Regions from separate parts of the Mus musculus genome. Here region 2 is linked to region 1. The links are chromatin contacts, called in public promoter capture Hi-C maps. All regions are on one chromosome and are shown on one strand. Each heading gives the region's core, a stretch centred on a gene start, on an enhancer-like site or on the middle of the called end of the contact. The rest is flanking DNA. Distances are from core to core; before and after follow the strand shown. Region 1 holds the start of Clmp (CXADR-like membrane protein). Region 2 overlaps Gramd1b (GRAM domain containing 1B).

Evidence for each region. Promoter capture Hi-C pulls out the DNA fragments that hold promoters and counts their contacts.
Region 2: a promoter capture Hi-C map of cranial neural crest shows a contact between it and region 1. The contact joins the enhancer-like site here to the promoter of Clmp in region 1. A contact is called at or near these places in 4 of 39 promoter capture datasets (the 3T3-L1 cell line, the C10 cell line, cranial neural crest and 1 more) and 2 of 115 datasets of contacts at active chromatin or transcription factors (craniofacial prominence and forebrain).

Annotation. Positions count from the first base shown.
Region 1 is chr9:40,683,701-40,688,255 of GRCm38.p6, reverse strand. Clmp (CXADR-like membrane protein) reads right to left here and starts at 2,237. Exons shown (of 7, transcript NM_133733.5): 1 at 1,897-2,237. The coding sequence starts at 1,921.
Region 2 is chr9:40,436,755-40,441,533 of GRCm38.p6, reverse strand. All of the region lies in intron 1 of Gramd1b (GRAM domain containing 1B), which reads left to right. Gm51668 (a long non-coding RNA gene) reads right to left here. Exons shown (of 3, transcript XR_003948127.1): 3 at 490-2,980. Among named protein-coding and RNA genes, the nearest start is that of Gramd1b, 17 kb to the left of the region's middle. Within about 2 kb of position 2,648, at least 27 of the 459 cell types and tissues checked have an H3K27ac peak or open chromatin away from gene starts, as enhancers often do.

The DNA of each region.
Region 1 (4,555 bases), core at 988-3,487:
CTCTGCCTCAGTCAGACCCTTTCTCATAAACTGAGAGAATGGCTGCCATCAAGGGTCACATCCAGGCCTACCTACCAGCTGACTCCAACCACTTGAACTAAAGTCACTGTTCATTTTTCATGGCACACCATGTGCAGTCTACCTTCAAATCCCACATCTGTTCATCGTGAGCTTGTGGCTTTGTTGAAGTTACCTGACTTCTGTACACCTTGCTTTCTTCATGTGCAATATGAGTTTAGGCCTACCGGGTATCCAGTAGGGCTGACTCGAAGAGCAGAGGCGTTAATGAACTCATTCACATGAAAGTACTCAGTATAAAAAGGACTCAGAGGCTAGTTGGCTCCAATAAGGTAGTTCTGAGTTTGATTCTACTACACATCTGAGTATTGGTAGCTTAGAGGTGCCTCTGGGAGGCTGACAAAGGTGCCATCTAGCTATGCCAGTTGTGCTGCAACAATTGGCCAATATCTCAAAGAGCTTGGAAAAGAGCCCCTCCCCTTCTCTCCTTGGGCTGTAGCTCTCTCTCTCTCTTTCTATGCCTTAGCAGCTATCAGCCTGGGGGCGGCACACGGGCATGCCAACCAATGTGTAAGTTTTCAGCGACTGTCTACAAGCTGTAGTCACTATGCCAAGTGGCTTTTCAATTCTCCTTCACCTCTGCTGGTTTTTCTGGGTTCCAGCCTCCATCTAATTCATGGAGATACTGGCTCTCAGGCCTGGAAATGCCCGAAAAACGGTCTCATTTTTGGGGGGGGGGGAGCTAAGCAAACAAAGCTCTACATAGGGAGCTGCCCAGAGTCACCTGGCCAGTCAGTTCGGGATCCGCTGGTTACTTCTCTGCCAGCCTCAGGGGGCAACCACGCCTACCCTACTCTGAATGCCTGCTAACTTTGGGGTTTGACTCCAGGTGGACAAGAGCCCTGCTTCTTCACACACACACTTGGACTTTGTTCAGTTGTCTTGCTGCCTTCCAAGGGCCTGGTCCCTCACAGGTTCACAAACCTCCTCCAGCTCTTTCCATGTACCCCTTCTGTGCCCTGGCCCACAAAGCTGCCAGGTCCAGCCCAGGAATGTCAGCCAGCCTGTGTCTTAGGGCACCCCTCCACACCCCCATCCCAGCCTCAGGAGACCCGCCTGGTCCTAAATGAGGACCACCCAGAAGGGCTCTTTCTGCCCCGGAGCCAGGTTCAGGAGGGGCAGAATATGCTTTTCCCTCTGTTGCCTCCTTTGCTGCATTGGTTTCAAGGACTCCAGGCTCCCTTCTCTCAGGCTTGTCTTCACATTCCTGTCCTCCGTTCTCTCTGCTTCTCTGGCTCTTTCTTTCTCTCCTTCCCTGGGTCGCGTTCAGCCTGCATCTTCTGGGGTCACCTGGCTTTTTGGTGCTTCTTTCACCCTGCCCTGTTTCCCTCTATACCCTTCTCTTCTTCCTTCTCTCCTCCCTCTCCCTCCCTCTTCCCCTTCAACACATCTGTTTCTAATCTGAGCGCTCAGAGGCGCCTGTTTGAAACAAAAAGCTCCCCCCACCCTCAAAACCTGGCACAGAAAACCCTGGATGAACCTTCCCTCCCCAGCTCTCCACTTTCCCCTGGTACTCCTGAAACCAAACCACGCGCTTGAAAAGTACCCTCTCCACGAAACGGTTCTCCGCCAAACTCCACCAGGAAACGCCCCCACCCCGTAGCTGGCTGGAGGGCCCAGATGTGTGAGACATTTCGATGGCCGACTGGGCGGTCCTCGGCTGCCAGATGCGCCCCTCGGTGGCGCGGAGGCAGAGACCGAGTGGTTGCCGCACTCCGGGACTGCGGGGACCACGGTGCTGAGGGCGGGTCTCCACCCAAACGCAGGGTGGCGTTTCCCCAGGGCCATCCAAACTCCCGCCCTCCCCAAGGCACTCACCTAGCCAGAGGAAGAAGAGGGACATCCCGATCTCCGGACACGGGCACTTCCCGGCTCAGCGCAGCCTGGCTGCAGGGCGACCGAGCCCAGCCGACGGACCTTCTGTGAGCAGGGCGCGGCGCCTCGGGGTGCGCGCGGGGGGCTGCAGCCATGTGCGGGCGCTGGCCCCGCGCCCGGGTCCCCTGCGCGCTGCGCTCCGGGGGCACCGAGGGCTTCTAGCCCTGGCTCCACCAGCTCGCGCCGGGACGGGGGCCGGGCCCAGGGTTAGGGAGGAGAAGGCGAGGCGGCAAGGAGCTACCGCTTCGTGGAACACTTTTCCCTGTTTGGAAAGAAAACCGACTGGAGAAAGAGGAAAAAAAATGAGCTGGAACCACACGGCTGCCTCCTACCGCAGCCCCTCCCTCCATCCCTCCCCTCGCCCTCCCTTCTCTTCGCTCCCGCCCTCCCTCTCTGCGTTTGGGGTTAGCTGCTGGGGCTGCTTTACCTCCCACCCGGGAGGGAGGGCCGCGGCCCGGGGTGATCGAGGGGGGCGCTCGGTGCCAACTGATGCGGTGCAGGAGAGAATCCGCAGCACTTGGGCCAAGAACCGGTGGATGCGGCCTTTTCAATTCTGTCTTTTTTCTCCTTGATCTCTCTAATCTCTCTGCTCTTTTGTATATTTTTGTCTCTCACAATGCTTTATGCCTCTCTCTCTCTCTCTCTCTCTCTCTCTCTCTCTCTCTCTCTCTCTCTCTCTCCTCCCCCTCCCGAGGATGACTGGGGTGGTGGTAGACAGGGTCGCACTCTGTAGCTCTTTGTTGGTCTGGAAGTCTATGTAGACTAGGCTGGTCTCGAACTCACATAGATATACCTAGTGCTGAGCGCATCACTACACCAGATCTTGTTCCCTTTCTTGCTCTTGTCTCCTCCTTTCTTCCTCTCTCTTCTTGTTTCCCCCAGCCTCTTATTTCTCTTCTCCTTCCAGGTCTGGTTAGGTCGGTATGAAATCACTAGGGGCACCATATAAATAGTTTGTGCAGTACTGGGTTATTAAAACAGTTCTTCAGGCTTCCTTGTTTGGACCCTTTGCGGCTCACATGTGGCCTTTGCATTTGCTATTCATAGTCAAGTGCTGTTAAATCCGCATAGAGCTGAGCCTGCCACTCTCCTAGAGAAGTGGGAATCCAGAGTTCAAGGAAACAGTGATGCCTTAAGCTGAGGCGGGAGGATAGTCAGGAGTTCACATCCACCCTGGGCTATTTAGTGAGTTCCATGACAGCCCGAGCTAAGTGTAACCAGCCTTGCAGGGATAAAGAAGTTAGCGCTAGACACTTGCATCCTTCAGCCTGTCCATCAGACTATTAAAATAATGAATCCCAATAAGCTGGACTCCCCCCCCCCCCGCCCCCAATCTCATGTTGGGAGAAGGAAGAGTCTAATGCCTGGGTCAGCCAGAGAGAAAACTTTTTCCTTGAAAAGAATTTACAATTTGTCAGACCAACTTACTAGAGAGACAGAAGCAGGTGATGGGCAGACCACTTCCTGATTGGGAATCTGTTAGATATGAACTTGGGTTCTACTTAAGCCTTAGTCCAGAACACAGAAGATGGATTGGGGCAGCGGGCCACTGTATCTCTCTCCCTCTTCTCAACGAGGCTGATGAGATTGAATAAATCTCCTTTTTCTGTCCCACGAACACTGCATTGGAGGTGGGCAGAGGGCAAGAGACTGGTGGGCCCCCAGAGGAGAGCCTGGAGCCAGTCGCCCTTGGTGCTTAACCTCCTGTGAGGAAGGACCAGAGAAGAGAAGAGCAGCAGGGGCTGCTCAGGGCTCAAGGGCTCGGAGCTCGTCCTGGCACCTTTCCTGGCACTGCAGAAAAGATCAGTCCTTTGTAGTCCCAGCCTATGGATGTCCCTGGAGGACTGGCTGGGGCTGCTGCCACTCACCTTTAGTCCCACCACCTAGACTGGGGGCTGGGGCCAGAGCCTAATCATAACTCATATGAGCAATTAACAGTCCCCTCAGAGGCTGGCAGGCTGCCCCCCTCCAGCTCCTTTCTGGCTCTCTTAGCCCCTTAGGACTGGCATAGGCCTTCCCAGTTGTACTGAAAGTCAGTCCCATTTCACAGGCGAGAAAAGCAGAGTCTAGGAGAGACTGCACCTCTTACATCGCACCAAAGTGTTGTCAAAAGCCTGAGTTGTTGGGGTTTTAGCATATTAGCTCCAACCCTTCCCCTCCCCCATATTCTTTTCCTTCCCCACATTCTGTCCTGAGAATCCAACCCAGACTCCATGCATGGGCATTCTTATTCTGTTTTAGAGGGAAGGAAACTATCTCTTAGGAGGGTGAAATGTCCTGCTCCAGCTCAGAAATATTAAAATATCTTTCTAAAAACCAAGCATTTAAAAACACTATATTTATATTATAAAATATTTAAAAGCTTTCTTTCGTTCTGGAGTAAATGTGTGTGTGTGTATGCTTGTGTGTTTGTGTGTGTATATGTTCTATATGTGTATGTGCATGTATGTATGTGAGCATGTATGTTTGTGTGTGTAGGTGTTGTGTAGGTGCATGAGTGTATATACGTGTGTGTGTGTGTTCTGCATGTGAATGTGTGAGTACATGTTGAGATGTATGTTTGTGTGTGTATGAGTGTATTTTTGTGTGTGTATATGTTGTA
Region 2 (4,779 bases), core at 1,399-3,898, 250 kb after region 1:
TGATACAGTTCAGATCTTCCGCCACTCGAGTCTGCTGTCCTCTCTTTCTTGGGACTCCACTTGTGTTCATTTCCTTTCTGTTGCTATGATAAAATACCATGACCAAAAGCAATTTAAGAGGGAAAGGGTTTATCTTGCTCTAGGATTCCAGAGGCGAGAGAGTCCACGGTGGCAGAGAAGCCACAGGAACCCTCAGGGACACAGGATCAAGGGCTTGCTCATTACCGTCTCATTCACACAAAGAAAGGAAAGAGTGAGAGCAGGAAGTAGGCTGAGGCTATCAACCCACAGCGTCTCCCTCCATCCACACAGTGATCAATTCCTCTAGCAAGGCTCTGCTCCCAATGGTTTCATAGGTTCTCCAAACAGCGCCACCATTCGGTGACCACGTGTTCAACGATGTGAGACTGGAAGACAGTTCTCCCTCAAACCACCACCACTTTTGCCAGGATGGGATCATTTTGTGAGTCTCCACAGCCCACAGGGGTCGGGCAGCCTCCGTTGACGGGGCGAGGAAGATGAGTTTTTCCTATCATGAGTCCCCAGCATAGAGGCCAACAGGGGCAATATGAAATGGAGATTTTTGGTCCTGTTGATTGGTTGGTTCTCTCTGTGGTCCAGGGCAGGTCATTTAATGTCCTCAGTCTCAGTGAGATTGTAAAAGGGGTCTGTTCAGATGGCTTAGTGGGAGGCCCTTTCCACCAAACCTGGTGACTTAAGTTCTGTGCCCAGACTACAAATAATGGAAGCAGACAACTGACTCCAACTGTTATCCTTTGGCCTCCATGTGTATGTTATAGCTTGTGTGTATGTGTGTGTGCACTAAATAAATGCTAAATCTTAAAGCAGAGATTGGAACAGACAGTATCTTTATTTTTCTCATTTAAAAAAAATGAATGAAATAAAAGCGTTTGTGGCGTTCTGTGGGCCCTGGAGTGTGCTGTTCTGGTTAATGTAAGTGGAAATAGTAGTCTACTGTTGCTTTGAATATTTATAAGCTGCCATTTTTGATCTGTCGGTGAGATCTGGGAAAACTACATGTCAACCTCATTTTCAGAGCACAGCGACTATGCTACCCATCTGCCACTGCAGGATGGCCCGTGTAAGGCTCTGGCTTCTTCTCACTACTTCGCCTTTCTCCCTCTTCTGTCTCACACTTCTCCTTCTCAAGCATGCATACTAACTTCGGTACCATTTATTCATTCCTGGCTTTAATGATTTCTTTCCATAATGACAATCTTAACTCATTTTATAGGGCTATAACAGAATATCTGAGGATGGGTCATTCATAAAGAGAGACATTTGTTTGCTCAGAGTTCTGGAGCCTGAGAAATCCAGGATCTAGCCTTCTGAACTTTGTCCTCTAGAGGAATGCTGCCTCCATACACGGTAGAAGGTAGAGAAGTGAAAGTGGGGGGGAGGCAACAATACCCTGCTTTGATGACATTAATCTTACCCAGAAGGCCAAACCTTCAAGATCTTCTTTTTGCAAAGACCCCACCTCCTAATACTGCCACCATCTCTGTCTCTGTCTCTGTCTCTCTCTTTTTCTCTCTCTGTCCCCCACACACACATACACTTAGCACAGACTTTGAGGGAAACAGACGGTTAAACTATAGCCATGAGTTTCTTCCCTTTATCTAAAAGTCCCTCTGTTTTATAGACGTTTTGACTCATAGCCCCACCAGCTAACTAGGGTTGCCTGTGGGATCTTCTCAGCTTGCCTGTCCATCTCTGAACCCGTCACTTTTCTCTCCACATCACTTCTCCAGTTCTCCATGCTTACACTGGGGATTGCTGCCCTTCATCATCAGGAGATTCCTTACCTTGGCTGAGAAGGTTCCTTAGCTCCGAATTCTCACCACCAGCATCACGTATGGTTTCCACTTTGTCCATCCCAGCCCTTCCCCTTTAACCTGGTCTCAGCAGCAGAATGGGCTGAACTTTCCCTCTCTTTCCTTTTCTGTGTCATGTGTTGCCCTCCCTGACCTCTGTCTCCACCCAAGGTCACATTCAGGCCATCTAATTAGACAGTCTTTAACTTCTGAGTCTTTGTAGACATTCCTTTGGCTGGGATTTCTCTCATGACGCTGTCCAGTTAGACCACTAAGACTGTCTCCTCTGGCATAGTTAGTCCTTCCTCCAGGGTGGATTTCTTCACTCCGGTGTTCCCTATAGGGTGGCTGAAGCATCTTGTGTGAAGTGGGGTTACCTGTTCTCATTATGTCCTTTCCCGGGGTCTGAGCCCTAAAGGCAATTTACTTTATACACCAAAGAAGCCTTTCGCATGGAACAGAGCTGGAGCTTGGTGAATATGGATTTCAGGAATAAAGGATAATGAAATGATGAAAGCAAACAGGAAATTCGATTTTCATGGAATCCGAATGTAAATCATTCTCTAGACAAAGCCTGCTCTCTGAATCGGAATAATTATCCCCATATGCCACTTATGGAAATGTGAGCTGTGCTGTTAGTTTGCTTGTCTGTTAGTTCCCTTTGTTTGGTCTGTATCCTCCAGACACCAGGGATACAGTTCTTTTAAAGGTGGGCTTCACTCAGAGAAACCACGTTTGGTATAGTCAGATGGTAAGTGTCGATAGCTGCCTGGCAAGCAGGATAACAGTAGGGGCAGTATTCTGTCTGCCTTTTGATCCGAGGCCCTGGGTACAATCTTCAGATATCTGTTAGTCCCCCACAACAACCTCCAAGCTGATGAGAGCTTTAAAGGGTATTTATTTTTGGAACCGTGGTTGCCATGGTAACAACACTTCCTATTGTCTTTTGCTTCCGGGTCAGGACATCAGTTGCTCTTCTTTAAGAAAAGAAGGATCTTAGAATAAATGCTTCCTTCCACCATTGCTCATCTCTCAGTTAGTTCACCTGGTGTTTTGGTGTTTATTAGATACATGCTATGTGCCAGTTAGTATTCTTGACATCAGACACTTGAGAAAGCCATCTCCTTTCTCCTCCAGTTGGCATCCTAGGGGATACAAACATAGCCAATTAACAAAACAGTGCTAGTTCTTATCCCTTCGTCTATTTGTTTCTTAGACACTGGAGTTAGAGCCTTGCTCTGCTGCCCAGGCTGACTTCAAATGCATTATCCTTCAGCTTCAACTCCCCGGTGTTGGCTTTACAGGCACAGGCTGTGACCCCTGCTTCTGCCTGTTTGTTTAAAAGCAAGTTGTTTGGGAACATTACCATTATAGGATTAGTTTCTTTCCTAAAATGCAGTACTCAAGAGTTGGAAGAGTCAGAGTCTACCACAAAGAGCAGAGCAGGGGAGGAGGCAGTGACTGACTTGGAAGCTGACTTCTCTCCCATTGATAGTAGGACTTCACCTGATTAACCTAATTTGGTGCGGGCATTCAGAATGCAGACACATTTGTTCCGTTGACTTTGTCCAAGACCTTGGGAGATGGTAGGATTAAGCCGAGTCTGTTGCTGCCGCTGACAGATACCAGAGCACTTGTTGTGCTAGTGTTGGAGCCTCTTGGCCGTCCTTGAGGAGCCAAGAGCCCAAGGGTTGCCAATAAAAATTGCCCTCTGTTACCTAGTGCAATGACAGGGCCGGGAAATGCCATAGAATAGACTTATTGAGCCTCTGCGGAGTGAGAAACCTGGAACTTAGTGCAGGGGAGAAGAATAAAGAGGAAGGAGGAAACTCTGTCAGCTGCTGTTGGGGGCCTCCATTTGGACGGCCAGAGAATGGTACCCATGTGGACATAGGTAAAAGAAGTGTGGACAGTAGCAGATCCTTATAATCTCTTAATCAGAGCAGTACTTTATCCTTTCAGTGTTCTTTACCAGGAAGAGCAGGGGTGGATATCAATGACTCTTGATATCTGCCTGAACATTTACCTCAATAAATGTTCCTCATGACAAGTGTATACCATGATAATCCATTACATCATCGCTCCTACATCTCGTGGGGGAAGATATACTAAGTATGCCCACTCACTCCCTAAGGAATTGAAACTCTCAAACAGACCTGTCGACTTGCAACTAAGTAATGATAGAAAACAGTCTCTTTTTAAAAAGAGGTGGTAGCATGTCTCCTTTACATCTCTTTTTTAGATTTATTTATTCATTTATTTAATGTGTATGAGTGTTTTGACTGCATGTGTGCATGTCTGCCACATGTGTGACTAGTCTATAGGATCAGAAGGGGACACCAGAACCCACTGGAACTAGTTATAAATAGTTGCGAGACACAGTGTGAGTGCTGGGAACTGAAACTGGGTCTTCTACGTGAGCAGTGAGCTCCTTTAATTGTAGAGGCCATCTTTCCAGCTCTGGAACACCACATTTAATTTATTCCTCTCTTGTTCAGGGCACATATATCCAACATTTTATACGCACACACACACAAACACACAGACACAGAGACATGCACATATACACATACACACACACAGACAGAGACGTACATAGATACATAGATACACAGATACACAGACACAAACACACACGCACACACAGAGAGACACACACATACACACAAAAACAGACACTAGCAGACACACACACACAGACACACAAACACACACACACAGACACACACACACACACAGTTCCAAGCATGCCTCTTTTCTTTCAAAGCTGAGCCCATGGTGGGAAGATTCGACTGGGTTTTGCCTCTCACCACTTTCTGTTCTCATTTGCAGAGACATATCAAACATCTGAGCTGGTGGACACTGGGGGGCGTCCAGCAATGTTGCTTAGCAGCTTGCCTGTGCTGTGCTTGCCGTTGAGCCTTGGCGAGCCTCTGCTCTTCAA